Regions from separate parts of the Ovis aries genome. Here region 1 is linked to region 2. Evidence: chromatin contacts called from public Hi-C data. All regions are on one chromosome and are shown on one strand. Each heading gives the region's core, a stretch centred on a gene start, on an enhancer-like site or on the middle of the called end of the contact. The rest is flanking DNA. Distances are from core to core; before and after follow the strand shown. Region 1 holds the start of HIBCH (3-hydroxyisobutyryl-CoA hydrolase). Region 2 overlaps LOC132659191 (a long non-coding RNA gene).

What was found. Hi-C and Micro-C count contacts between places; a contact is called where the count stands out from the background.
Region 1: a contact with region 2 is called in a Hi-C map of mixed tissues, with 5 times the contacts expected there. The contact joins the promoter of HIBCH here to the enhancer-like site in region 2. A contact is called at or near these places in 4 of 16 Hi-C or Micro-C datasets (blood, liver, mixed tissues and 1 more).

Annotation. Positions count from the first base shown.
Region 1 is chr2:118,985,773-118,990,121 of ARS-UI_Ramb_v3.0, reverse strand. It overlaps HIBCH (3-hydroxyisobutyryl-CoA hydrolase), which reads right to left and starts at 1,733. Exons shown (of 15, transcript XM_060409637.1): 1 at 1,623-1,733.
Region 2 is chr2:118,933,574-118,938,204 of ARS-UI_Ramb_v3.0, reverse strand. It overlaps LOC132659191 (a long non-coding RNA gene), which reads right to left. Exons shown (of 2, transcript XR_009599267.1): 2 at 747-990. INPP1 (inositol polyphosphate-1-phosphatase) reads left to right here. Exons shown (of 7, transcript XM_027964711.3): 7 at 1-223. The coding sequence ends at 50. Among named protein-coding and RNA genes, the nearest start is that of INPP1, 32 kb to the left of the region's middle. Within about 2 kb of position 3,329, at least 4 of the 54 cell types and tissues checked have an H3K27ac peak or open chromatin away from gene starts, as enhancers often do.

The sequences.
Region 1 (4,349 bases), core at 484-2,983, 54 kb before region 2:
AACAAATATGCCTTCCCAATTTGTTTCTCAAACAATCTGGTATTTGTTTACAGCTTCAAAAAAACAGCAGCAGTGATTATTTTCTTTATATCTGCCAAGTCTCTCTGTGAGCTAGTTAGAGCCACAGGGACAAATAATTTCAAGGTATAAAAATAAACAAGTAAATAAATTTTTTAAAAAATAACCACAAAGAGAGAACAAAAGCAACTCTTCTATTCCCCCCCCCCGCCCCGCCCCCCGCAAATACTGAACACCAGGTCCTCAGCGTGCATTCATGCTGTCCCTTCAGTCGTGTCCAACTTTTTGCTACCTTGCGGACTATCAGCCCATCAGGCTCCTCTGCCCATCAGATTCTCCAGGCAAGAATACTGGAGTGGGTTGCCATCCCCTCCTCCAGAGTATCTTCCAGACCCAGGGATCAAACTCACTTCTCTTATGTCTCCTGCACTGGCAGGCGGGTTCTTTACCAATAGCGGCACATGGGAAGCCCCAGGCCCACAGATTCAATGTTAAGACAAGACACATCGCTCTAAAGCTGTGCATGCGAAGTCGCTTTAGTCGTGTCCGACTCTTTGCGACCCTATGGACTACAACCCGCCAGTCTTCTCTGTCCATGGGATTCTCTAGGCAAGAACACTGGAGTGGGTTGCCATTTCCTCCTTCAGGAGTTCTTCCCCACCCAGGTATTGAACCCGTGGTCTCTTCTGTCTCCTGCACAAGCAGGTGGGTTTCTGACCACTAGCGCCGCCTGGGAAGCCCCCTCTGAAGCCCTAAAAGTGAAGTGAAGCCGCTCAGTCGTATCCAACTCTTTGCGACTCCATGGACTATAGCCTCCCAGGCCCCTCATCCATGGAATTTTCAAGGCAAGGATACTGGAGTGGGTTGCCATTTCAACTAGCCTTAAATCAAAAAACCACTCCCATCTCTTTTCCCCAAGGCAAACGCCAAGGTTTAAAACCCCAGAAATTTCAGCCGTTAGGCAAATTAATGGTTCTCCCTTCAAGTGGTCCCATCTGCTACCTTTTAATGCACGGGGGGGCAGGCAAACGGTCTCAGGACTGCTGCAGCCTAACTGCCTGCCTACAGTGATAGCTACCAGATTTTCTCAGCTGAGCTCAAGTGGCATTGAGCAGAACTTTCAAAAGTTAAACGTTTGCACACATATTCCCCAAGGCAAGCTGTGTGTGCGCAACACACGGCTCAAAGTTTCAGACACCTATACCAACGCTGGAATCATGTGACAGTAGTCACACCACGAGCACAAAGACACCTAGCAAAGCACGAATGTTTGTCACCAGCACCAAAAATGCCACAAAATTCCTCCAAGTTGAAACTGCGTGTCCCCCAAACTTCCTCAACTAAAGAAGGAAAGGAACGGGGGTCAAGGCTGCCTAAGAGTCAGAGAGGCAGAAAACGAAGGCGATGCTGAGAGGATGGTGCTAGAAGGAGTAAGGCGACACTCGGAGGAGGTGGGTAGAGGGATGATCCGCGCGAGTCGGGTCTGAGAGCTGCCGTCTCCAAAGGCGACGAGAAACTTCAAGGCCAGACAGTCCCCACTCCCAACCTTTTTCATCCCGGCAAGCGCAACTGACGAGGCTGTCCTTAGCCGCTCGCTTACTCACCTCGACATGAGTCTGCACAACTCCTGCAGCCCCATTGCCAAAACTCCCGAGCCAAATCCGCGCTGACTGAGCAGCCCCCTCGGCGCGGCTCTTCAGGCCAGGCCCGCCTACCGCCGCCGGAAGCCTCCAGAAACAGACGGCAAGTCCTCCAGAGGGCTAGAGAGGCCCAGAGCAGGCCTTTTCCACTGCGCCGCGCTGAGGGGTAGGGAGAGAACAACTGCTGAGGAAACGGACTGAGAGAGAAAGGAGGGGGGCCGGGCCGGGGGCGGGGGGGGGGGCGGGGGGCCGGGGGGGCGGGGGGGGGGGGGCGGGGGCGGGGGCCGGGCCGGGGGGCCGGGGGCGGGGGCCGGGCCGGCCCCGGGGCGGAGCGGGGCGGGGTCGGGGGCCGGGCCGGGGCGGGGCAGGGGCGGAGCAGGGGCCGGGGCCGGGGCGGGGGCAGGGGCGGGGCGGGGCGGGGGCGGGGCCGGGGGCGGAGCAGGGGCCGGGGGCCGGGCCGGGGGCGGAGCGGGGGCCGGGGCGGGGCGGGGCAGGGGGCAGGGTGGGGTGGGGCGGGCCGGGGCGACCCGGGGGCGGGCCGGGGGCGGGCCGGGGGCGGGGTGGAGGCGGAGGTCCAGGTGGGGCTGAAGACGCGGTCAGAGAACAGGGGCGGGCTGATAGGGAGCGTGGGAGGCGATGGCTCGCTAGGGGCTCTGTTGGGAAAAGCCCAAGCGGTCTAGCTAGCTTACTTTGACTATTGAGTGATAGGAGAGACTCTTCTGGAGCTTTAAGGGCTTTTTTAAAATTAAAAATGTAAGCTTAGGACTTCGTTAGCGGTCCAGTGGTTAAAACTGCCAGCCAGCCACTTCAGAGGACATAAATTTTATCTCTGGTTTGAGAACTAAGATCCCGCATGCCTGGCGGTGGGGTCAAAAAATTTTTGTTTTTAATTTTAAAAAATATAAACTTACTTTCTATTCTGAGAATCAAATGGATGAAATATATGTGATAGGAAGACATTTATGTAATCTTTTCTAGCCTCAGTCATTCAGTTCAGTTCAGTTCAGTTCAGTCCCTCAGTCACGTCCAACTGTTTGCGACCCCATGAATCGCAGCACGCCAGGCCTCCCTGTCCATCACCAACTCCCGGAGTTCACTCAGATTCACATCCATCGAGTCAGTGATGCCATCCAGCCATCTCATCCTCTGTCGTCCCCTTCTCCTCCTGCTCCCAATCCCCAATCATCAGAGTCTTTTCCAATGAGTCAGCTCTTGGCATGAGGTGGCCAAAGTACTGGAGTTTCAGCTTTAGCATCATTCCCTCCAAAGAAATCCCAGGGCTAATCTCCTTCAGGATGGACTGGTTGGATCTCCTTGCAGTCCAAGGACTCTCAAGAGTTTTCTCCAACAGCACACTTCAAAAGCATCAGTTCTTCAGCACTCAGCTTTCTTCACAGTCCAGCTCTCACATCCATACATGACCACTGGAAAAACCATAGCCTTGATCAGACGGACCTTTGTTGGCAAAGTAATGTCTCTGCTTTTGAATATGCTATCTAGGTTGGTCATAACTTTTCTTCCAAGGAGTAAGTGTCTTTTAATTTCATGGCTGCAGTCACCATCTGCAGTGATTTTGGAGCCCAAAAAAATAAAGTCTGACACTGTTTCCACTGTTTCCCCATCTATTTGCTAGCCTAACAGCAGAATATTAATATTGAGATATTAATATTTCCAGTTTTTTGGAAAAGTTATAAATTCCCCACTCTTTCTTAATTAATGACAGACAAGAATTATCTCCTTAAGAGGTGATAGATATGTCTTCAACTGAAATAAGTTACTGTTATCAGTGAAAGCATAATTGCACTTAGAAAGTAGCCTACTCTTCAATGAAACCAAAATTTAACTCATCCATTGGTATCCACTATTACGTAGATACAGAATATTGGTCCTCTGCGACCTGATACACCCAGATGTCCCTCAGCAAACATTTCATCACGACTGAAGCACTGATACATTTATCAAGAAGGAGGAACTCAGGGAAGAATTTCAGAGAGGGAATTTGAAGGAGTTAGTCTCAGCAATTTGACATCTGTGGATATACTGTCAAGGCTTTGGTCCAAAATTACCTTTCTACTTACCTCAAATATAATTACCAAATACCCATTGAACAGAGGACAAACAGGGTGACAGAAAGAACTCCTGACTTCCAATTCAGTTTTTAATCAGTTGTGGGAAATTGCTATTTGACATCTCCCTCTGACATCACCGTCTTTGGGATTGAAGAAAGGCAATGCCAAAGAATGCTCAGACTATGAAAACGCACTTGTCTCACATGCTAGCAAAAGAATGCTCAAAATTCTCCAAGCCAGGCTTTAACAGTACTTGAACCGCGAATTTCCACATGTTCAAGCTGGATTTAGAAAAGGCAGAGGAACCAGAGATCAAATTGCCAACATCCATTGGATCATTGAAAAAGCAAGAGAGCTCCAGAAAAATACCTGTTCCTGCTTTATTGACTATGCTAAATTCTTTGATTTGTATGGATCACAACAAACTGTGGAACATTCTTCAAGAGATGGGAATACCAGACCACTTGACCTGCCGCCTGAGAAATCTATAAGCAGGTCGAGAAGCAACAGTTAGAACTGGACATGGAACAACAGACTGGTTCCAGATTGGGAAAGGAGTATGTCAAGGCTGTATATTGTCACCCTGCTTACTTAACTTATATGCAGAGTACATCATGAGAAA
Region 2 (4,631 bases), core at 2,080-4,579:
TCTTGAGCTGCCTCCTCCAGCACCTGGCCCCTGTGGCTGCACATACGTAGATGAGCTCCGTCCTCATGGGCTCCACAGCCCGACTGTGAACCTGGTTTCCACATCTCTTGTCTTTTGAAGACAGCTTTGTCCTATTGACAGTCAACATTCACCTTCCTCTTTGGGGGAGCATTTTTCCATTATGTGTTCATAATGCTAATAAATGAATGATATTCATGCAGCAGTTAAATGTGTGAGATTCTTTATAGAGGATTTTGTGTGATTATTGCTGCTTGAAACGCTTCAGTAAAATATTGAAGACAGGAAAAATTCCTGCTCAGTTAATAAAGCTCTTTAGAACATGAGTTTAGAGGTGATAAGTTAATGTCACTGAAATATTAGGGAGAGCAAAGGGGGTTGTGCTTAGTTTTGTTTCCTGTCTGGAACAAAAATCTTCAGATATAGCCTTTGGCAGAACATTTAGAACTATGAATTTGAAGCGTAATTTGGCCATGTTCATGTGCTTTCAGTGACGCTGTGTTTCTTACAAGAATTAAAGCCCGGAGCCCCGATGGCTCCATCCTACTCATGTACTCTCACACTCAGACACATCCACACTCATACACACGTTCTGAAACTCTCTCAAATTTATATTCTTATTCTCTCATTCTAACTCTCTGATTCTGCCACTAATTATGTCTCTAGTGCCCTCTAATACTCTCACCTAACATAACTCTTACTTCTGTCGGTAAGACAGGAGAGGATAGTAGTTTTTGCATGGTGTTTATTACACTTCAAAAACCAGAGTTAAATATATACAGTCGTTGGTCTACTAGAATCCCATGTTGAATGTCCTCTGAGGTGGGTGAGACCTCTTTTTCCTATCTCTTTAGCAGCCCTGGTTGAGGAGATGATGGTTCCACCATCTGCAGAGACCAAACTCTCAGCCATCTCCTTTCTGCCCTACGCCCTCTTGAGGCCAAAAGATTTTCTGCAGCATCCTCTGGTTTTCTGCAATTACAAAGGAATCATGGTAAGTCAAACTTTTAGTTTATTTTTTTAATTTATTTATTTTAATTGGAGGCTATTTAAAGGTATCTCGTTGCACACAGCAGATTAAACGACTTATTTAGTGAAAAAGTTACATAGTTTTTAAAGTCTGTGCATGCTTTGTGATTGCTCATGGGTCCTCGAGCTATATATTCTAATTATAAAGGTTGATTTTTAAGTCAAAGTGAGTTCATTCTTCACAAGACACATTAGAAACCAAACCCCAGAAACTAGTGCTGCCTGATATTCATCAGAATGGAAAAATAGAATATAGTTCAAGAAAAAGCATGTTTTGCACATAAACATTTTCAGAATATGTAAATTATCAATAACAATGCAGTGAAAACAGTCATCTTCAATGTGATCTATTTATTTATGTGATCTATCACTGTGCCAGCTTACTGGGGGGAAAACTGGATAGAACAGAGAATCCAATATATTCTGTAAACATCCGTTGCACATATCCGTTGTCAACCTTTGCCAGAAAGCTAAGGCCCTTCCTTGAGCATGTGCGTGCTGGTCTAGCATTAACCACACCTGTGGGAAGGTGATCTGTAGGTCTGATTTCTTTCTTTTTGGCTGTGCAGTGTGACTTACCAGATCTTGGTTCCCCCACCAGGGACCAAACCTGACCTGGCAGTGAAAGTACCGATTCCTAATCACTGTTCCACCAGGGAATTCTCAGGCTCTGATTTCTTTAGAGGAAGAAGTTAAAAAATATTTGCCATGTAGTCTGACAACATAATCATTCTGGATTTTCATTTTTTTCCCCTCTATCTTTACAATTGTCTCATACTCAGTAAATTCTTAAGACTCATTTATATCAATACTTTCAAAGCCTTAAATTCTTTGTTTTCAAATTCATTTTACATTATACTTAATCTGTTATTAAAGATACCATGGAAATATGATTTTTGAATGAAGTCAGTCAGTCTAAGCAAACATACAACTCAGTTGATGGGAGTGGAGTTGGGGGTTGTGATGGAGGGGTGCTCCAAAGAGTAGCCTGTTGGTTGCCAAGATCGAGTGTCTTGTGCATCAGCCAGCGTGGTTTTGCAGGAGGCTGGCAGACAGATGAATCTGCTAGGTTGCTTAAATAGAGGATGATAAAAAGAGAGCCCCCTGCACATCAATAAGAGCAGTCCCTGGGAAGCCAGGTCAGTGTTGGTTCCTCTCTTGCTCCTACAGACCATATCCAGTCACTCAGGAGATCCTCTTGGCTCAACCTTCCAAATATACCTGTCACTCTCTACACTAGCCACATGCTTCCACTTAACCATCATGCCAGTCTCAATTCAACTGCTCCTGAGGGCTGGCAGCCATGTTGAGTAGGGTTCTAAAGGTTCAGTTCAGTTCAGTTGCTCAGTCGTGTCCAACTCTTTGCGACCCCATGAATTGAAGCACGCCAGGCCTCCCTGTCCATCACCAACTTCCGGAGTTCTCTCAGACTCAAGTCCATCGAGTCAGTGATGCCATCCAGCCATCTCATCCTCTGTCGTCCCCTTTTCCTCCTGCTCCCAATCCCTCCCAGCATCAAGTCTTTTCCAATGAGTCAACTCTTCTAATGCACTTTGTGTATTGCTAATTTTTTGCTCTGACTTCTAAGCCCCTAGTTATAGGCTCTCTGCATGAGATTTTGACATGCCAAAGGATACATATTGTATAAAGGGCTTTTGGCTGTGTTATAATGATGGGAGTATGAAAAAGCAGATCTTTGAGTCTGAGTATAAAGTCCTATAAGTTAGCCCGTCTGTCTAGAAGAAGTGCAGCCAGGATAAGTTTGCAGTAATACTTTGCATCAGTAGCATTAGGTTTAACTGTGAGTGGCAAAATGCCTAAATAACAATGGCTTAAATAAGATCAAAAGTATTTGGTGAGCAGTCCAGAGCTGAAAGGAGGCTCCACCCCAAAGTCCTCAGGGAGTCACACTCCTTCCATCTCACTGCTCTCCCAACCCCAGACCATGACCCTTCTCAGGTCTAAGACAACAGATTCTGCATTTTAGGCAGCAAGACAGAGGAGAAGACAAAGAAGGGAAGGGCAGTTTTTCACATCACTGACCAGAACCTAGCCACGTGACTGCACGTAGAAAGTCTCCATTTGGAGTAACCATGTGCTCAACTGAAAACCAGGCTTTTTATCACCCTGGGAGTTAGGAGCCGGGCATTAGAGGACATCTAGCAATCTCGATCACCCGGGCCAAATGAGTCATCCAGGCTTCTGTCTTCATCTGACCTCTGATCACACATCCTTTGTTCTATTCACTAAGGTCTCGTGACATTTAAGAGCAGATGTTTTCAACCCTTAGCTACACTCATCTACTTCTGACGTACTTAGCCACTTCATCCCCCAAAGAATGAAGAGTGCATAAATACATTTGTCGAGATGGTAAGGCTTCCCTGGTGGCTCAGCGTTAAAGAATGTACCAGCCAATGCAGGAGACGTGGGTTAAATCCTTGGGTCAGGAAGATCCCCTGGAGAAGGAAATGGCATCCCACTCCAGTATTCTTGCCTGGGAATTTCCATGGGCAGAGGATCCTGGTGGACTATAGTCCATGGGGTTGCAAAGAGTTGGACACAACTTAGCATCTAAATAACAGCAACAACCAAGATGATAAAGGGAACTTCCTGCCTATTAAAAAGGCACAGATGAGAATATAAGACACATAAAAACAGTTATTGGTGTCTTGAGACTTGTGAGAAATCTCTGGGACTCTTGATCCTGGCAATTTGCCTAGGGGCTTACTGCCCCCTCTTTTCAGACTCACCTTTTGCCTCTGTTGAGTGCTCAGCAGGCAGATAAACTGTCAAGTCTCCGCTTTCAGTTCGTTGCTTAGCCATCCCCTGAAGGAGTCTGCTTAGCCTAGTCCATAGCAGCTGCTCATAATTCCTTGTCCTGCTTGCATGGCCCAGAACATGTAGCTGTAACCAGCCTTAAACACAGCTAGCACACAGAAATAGGGACTTACCAGGTGGCTCAAGTGGTAAAGAATTCACCTGCTAATTTAGGAGATGCAGGAGACATGGGCTTGATCCCTAGTCAGGAAGATCCCCTGCGAAGGAAATGGCAACCCACTCCAGTATTCTTGCCTGGAGAACCCCATGGACAGAGGAGCCTGCAGAGGGCTACAGTGCACGGGGTCACAAAGAGTTGGACACAACTGAGCGACTAACACACACACACACTAATTATTCAGGCTTCCCCAGTGGTGCAGCGGTAAAGAACCCGCCTGCCAACGCAGGAGACCTAAGAGATATGGGTTGGGAAGATCCCCTGCAGAAGGAAATAGCAACTCACTCCAGTATTCTTGCCTGGGAAATCCCATGGACAGAGGAGCCTGGCGGGCTACAATCCATTGGGTCGTAAAAGAGTTGGACATGACTGAGCAACTGAGCATGCACCGCACACTCAGCGAAGAAGCAGCCCTGCCCACTCCACGGCAGAAAAGGTCAAACGCACATTCCGAAAAGTAGGAAAACGCAGACAAAAGTTTCTGACAGCTTCCTTCTTGTACCGCAGTTCTGTTTTATTTTTTCTGTAAGTGCTAAATGCAAAGGAAGAGTAGAAACAGAAAGTCATAACCTTTCACATCCACAGTTAA